Regions from separate parts of the Drosophila melanogaster genome. Here region 1 is linked to region 2. A link is a contact called in public Hi-C data. All regions are on one chromosome and are shown on one strand. The core of a region is the stretch at or near the end of the contact, and the rest is flanking DNA. Distances in the headings are between cores, read along the strand shown. Region 1 overlaps kek6 (kekkon 6). Region 2 holds the start of nyo (nyobe).

Evidence for each region. A called contact is a pair of places that touch in the nucleus more often than the background predicts.
Region 1: a Hi-C map of the Kc167 cell line shows a contact between it and region 2, with 1.5 times the contacts expected there. A contact is called at or near these places in 32 of 107 Hi-C or Micro-C datasets (the Kc167 cell line, the ML-DmBG3-c2 cell line, the OSC cell line and 13 more) and 1 of 7 datasets of targeted methods (the Kc167 cell line).

What each region holds. Positions count from the first base shown.
Region 1 is chr3R:31,651,312-31,654,011 of dm6, forward strand. All of the region lies in intron 2 of kek6 (kekkon 6), which reads left to right. Among named protein-coding and RNA genes, the nearest start is that of Zmynd8, 17 kb to the right of the region's middle.
Region 2 is chr3R:31,541,747-31,544,446 of dm6, forward strand. nyo (nyobe) reads left to right here and starts at 1,286. Exons shown (of 9, transcript NM_143614.2): 1 at 1,286-1,781.

The DNA.
Region 1 (2,700 bases), core at 125-2,624, 110 kb after region 2:
AATTGATTTTGTATGTTTATCAATTTTTAAACAAATATCTTCCTGTCAGACATACTTACCTTAATATTCCTTCTTAAACGACCATTTTCACGATAACTATTTCAAAAATGGTCCAAAAATGGATTGGTATACCTTGTTAAGTTTGTTAAAGTGTCCCCAATACATTGGCGTTCCAATATAAAACTTTTTATTTTTTGAAAATTTTGGCAAAAAATTGTGATGTATGTCCCCTTATAAAAAAATAAAAAATAAGCCCAAAAATTATTTTTCTTGGATCCGACAAAAAGTGGTACCGATCGTTAGCTGGTGTCAATAGCTATCCAAAAAGACCATTTTTTTTAGTTGTTGGTCAAAAAATATCCGAGTTATATACAAAAAACGTCACTTTTTGCCTCGATATGCTCCCAAAACCAATGTTTTCTCCATAACTAAGCGAAAATTTTTTCCAAATTGGATAGGAATACCTTGTTATGTTTTTAAAAGTATTCCCAATCGATTGGGATACCAATTTACAACTTAAAATTTTTTGAAATTTTTTTCAATAAATTGTGATGAAACAAGCACTTATTAACAAATTCAAAATGGTCAAAAAAATGAACTTCCTAGGATCTGGCTAAAAGTGGTACGGATAGTTAACTAATGCTTGCAGCTGTCCAAAAACTATTTTCTTTCAGCTCTCAGCCAAATGTTTTCCGATTTTCACTCCAAAAACCTTTTATAATGCGTTTTCGGACAAAACAAAAGTACAAGTGGCCAAAGAAGTACATTTCTGTCATAAATGTTTTTAGATCTACATTCCTTAAGCACTTGACAAATCTCTATCGAAGAATTCTTTTTTACTTAATGACAAAATAAATTGGATTTATATTCTATTGCCTTCCTGTTGCAACTGAGTTGCATTATAAAAACCAAACACCACTGCTCTTGTTTGCTGTGGCATCTTCCCAACTTCTTCAGCCCATTTCCGACGCTGCAGTTGCTCCTTGCCGCTTCCGTATTGTTTGCATTGCAATTGTCCTGGCGCTGCTCCTGTTGGTCGTGGTCCTGATTGTGGTCTTGGGCAAAATATGAGCACCGCCGCCGCTCGTCACCATCATCATCGTCCTGGCATCCAGGCATACCGGCATCCCGGCATCCTGGACGGCATCCTTCGACTCGTTTGTATGTGCCTCTGTGGTTCTACACAAATATACTGATGGCTCGCACAGTACTCAGTGTGCACAACATACAGGACATGGCATACGCATACAAATCCGGGGAATAACCTTACCCCTGCCCGCCGTCTTTCCCCGAAAATTGTGTGCTGAGGTCATGTCGCTGGCGTCGCCAGTTGCAGCAGCGGCAACAACAATGCAACAATGGGGCAGCAACTGACGACTATAATGTCTGGCCGGGCTCCACTCCTCTCACTCGCCTGGGCGGCATCAACTCAAATGGTCTCGCAGTTGTAAAGCTGCCAAGAGCAGACCGGCATGCGCAGCTGCAGCAAACGCAACAGCAGCAGCAGTAGCAGCAGCAGCAGCAGCAGCAGCATGCAGCAGCATCCAGCGGCAGCAGCTCGAGTTATAGGTACAGCTGCTGCCCAAAACGGAATTGCAGCAAAACCACCAGGACGACGATGACAAGGATGGCAAACAATTGTAAGCTCTGACAGCCAAACAACAGTGGCAACAACAATGCGACCAGCAACACGACATTTGCGAAATGTTGATCTGCGGTCTAGGCCGAAATTGAGATACTCTCCTCGCAAAAGGGCAAATAATAATGGGGATTTTTGCCGGCCGGTCACTGGTGTGTGCATTATGGTTTTAAGTGGGCTTCAATCAATTAAGTCCGTCAATCAACTTGACACAGCTCATATTACGGGCTACACGATGTGGCTGATGCGGATTGCCCATCGATGAAATGTATTATTAGATGTTGACACAACGCTACTCCGTATGTACATATATTGATTCCTTGGAAAGCCATTTGAATGAGGTTCATCATTACATCTTCTTGGAATGAAAAAGTAAATATATCGCGTTCAATCTTCGACAGGCATCTCAAATTGTTTCTCTATGAAGAGCATATGATTTCAACGGAAATCTTAACTGAAACTAAAATGGTCATGTTTTCAGAGAAAATTGTAATTTTCCAATTAAACCAAGTAGAGGACAAACTGCAGGGAGGGCTGGAAAAGCATTGCTATTTATAAGCTGCCAATAAGCCAACTCAATCAATACCGCCTTTCCTATTAACACAGAAATTGTAAATTGTAAATGGTAAATGGTGAATTTCCAGCGAATCCAACAGGGCGGCTACTTGTTATTGTTGACTTACTGTTAAATAACTGTTTGCACGCACTGTTGCGTCGAGTTGATTCGAAACTGAAACGAAATGAAAATATAATGAATGGGGTAGCTGAGCTCGAAGGCCTGCTCCTGCTCCTGTTCCTGCTCTTGCTCCTGATGCGGACGCCAATTAGGTCTCATTTCAATTGCAGGTTTGAATTGATTAGAAGTTAGCAGATAAATTGGAAGCCAGCTCGGTAAGACAATAGTTTAAGCTGAGCCGTGCGCGGGGTATTATTTATACGGCTCACAATGGACGTACCTCCAATACAATGCGTTTCGGAGGAAACTCGGAGCCCCGCATTACCGGAGGAAGCCTTGCAGGTGGCTGATTACGGACCGATTTTATTGATTCCCCTGGGGCCAG
Region 2 (2,700 bases), core at 36-2,535:
CTTCGCAAATCAACGTGCATCATCATTAAGCAGCTGTCATTGTCACACGGTGAAATGCAAATTGCCTTTCTAACCCCTTCAATCCCCTTTTTTTCCACCTCTTCAAAACATTTTTGGGCATTTTCGAGCGCTTTGTGTAAACATTTCCGGCGACATTTGATTGCCGCTTTGCAAGAGTTACAATTTGCGCTTCCTTGCGCGACATTTCATTTAGCAATTGTCGCTTTGTCTTCAGTTGTGGATTTCTTTGATTTGGCTTAGCTTTCTCCAGATTGTGACGAACGCCTCGTGGACTCATCAGTATGCAGAAGATCGTGCCGCTTTTCAGTTACAGCTTCGTTGAAAGCGAAAGGTCTCCCGTCTGCCGTCATCCGATTCCACAACAATCCAAAATCCGATCCCAAATTGATTCATTTTTCGGTGTCCCTTTGTATCGATTGTTTTGTGATCGCCTATGTTTACATTGGCTGATCGTTCCAATCGTTCAATTTATGAGCCTAACATGTTAATGACTCAATAGAAATGTTATTAAATCATTTGTTGATCTACGCTGTCCGACAAATCTGTAACTTTCTTTGGCATCTTCAGGGGCTGTGTGATCAATTGATGGACGTTTTGATTTCTTCCTCGATTCTGCTGCACCTTTCTATTCAAGTTGACTTCGTTTTGGGCTCCTAATTCATTTAAACTGCGGTGCTGGACAGCTTTTATGGAGCATAAAACGCACGACACTGCCTGGCTGACCACAAGACGAGTGAAAAATGAGAATTCAAGTTGGCCAAGAAGTAATATCATAATTTTCATGTACCAATAACTCGACTAAGTGCGATCTCATGGGCCAAATTGATTTTTCCCCGGTTCTAGATCTCCAGTTCGATCTCCTTCTCTACGATCTCAGCTCGCAGCTCGAGAACTGATTTCAATTTAATTAATGATATTGAACGTCGTGTGTGCCCGTTTTGAACCCTCGTGGTTCCGTTTCAGCCGGGGGATTTGGTAATCGAAATTATGAATGGACCGCGACGGGACTCAATGAAATATGCCACATGTGCCCCAGAAGAGAGCACCTGAAGCGAAGAGAGCCCCAGAAGAGCGTCATCCCGAGAGAAATGCAATACCCACTCGCTTTTCCCCCACAGCTCAGCACAACTCACTCAAACGAGAGTTTGGCTTTGAGCCGTTTGTGTTTGCCACTCATTTCTCTGGCTTTGGCATTGGCTTTCTTTGCCCGACCGCTTTGTGTGTTTTTTGGCTTTCTTTTGAGCTCTATGCTCGGCAGCACTTTATATCGTTGGCCATTGTCAAGGCGAACGCACGCGAGCAGCGCAGCAAAGCAGCTAAAGAAAGGCAACTGAAGAACTCAAAACTCCTCCGTGAGCAACTTATATAACGACTGATTAGCCCGGAGTTTGCTTTAGTTATTCGGTCAACTCTCGACGGTCAAGCTCGCAGCGATCTCGCGACTTGGCAACCAAAAAATAATTCACAAAAGCACCGAATCGCGTTACAAGGAACTTTAGTCCGCGGCTTTGACGAGGAGCAACCTACCAGCAAAGTCAAGTGCAACATTCAATACCCACCGATGTGCAATGTGTGTAATCAGCAAACAGTGATCATTTACATACATGAATAAAACTCATCTCGAAAGTGAAGCGTGACTCAGCATCGATAGCCGAAAAAGGCAGGAGAACAAGACAATCCGAAAGGAAAGGATACTTTTCGGTCACTTCCAGAACTCACGACCCCAAGTTACAGTTGCAGTTGCAAAATATTCTGGCCAAGTGAGTGTTTATTAACTTTTACCACACACACGTAATATGCGCAATGACAAGTAAGAAATTCAGAAACAGTGATCGGCAAGAAATCTCCTTCTTCGTTAAACAATCTGCTTTGAGAACAACCTTGGGTCGATTGATTACAGAATTTCCCCCAATCCCCATTGAGTTCAAAATAAATAATTCAAGTGCTTTCCATAGCGGTTCACTTACCTTTGGAATCAAAAATATTTTTTTAATTTTTGTAGTTGTTCTTCCTTAAATATTTGCTCTCAGATAACAGAAGATTTCGAACTGTGAATATAAAAAGATACAGTATTAAATGACCTTAGATAAGGACTAAGTAGCTCGGTCGATCAATAAAAAAATTCACATTATACTTCAAAAATGAATTAATGCATCCTTAAAGGGCACAGAAAAAAAGTGTTGTAATCAAATTACAAATTTTGTATATATTCACACAAGTTGCAGAAAAAATAATAAATGTAAAGACAATGGCCGCCGAATGCTTCTTAGACTTACTATTTCTCGCTGCAATCAAAAATAATGTATCCAGATTGCAATTGTGATGGCATCCAGACATTTGCATTAATTGGCAACAGATTCATTAAGTTTCGTTGTCTTGTGCTGTCTTTTATAGATCATCTAGAGTCCCCACAATTAAAAGTGAACACAGGGCGGGCAATTAAAATAATTAAGCCCCCGATGTGGTGTGAAATCCACAATGCAACGTGTCAGAATAGAACCCACGAGCAAAGAGTGGGGAAAAAGAGATACTAGAACAGGACCCCGACCCTGATAAAAGGCGTTGATGATCTGAAGAGCAAGGCTAAAGCCAGAGAACCAAAGAAAGCCAAAGACCACCGGCTGAAATGATCCATTGAGTGTCAGCTACCGTGTTGGTTGGCTAGCGAGGGTTCTTCTT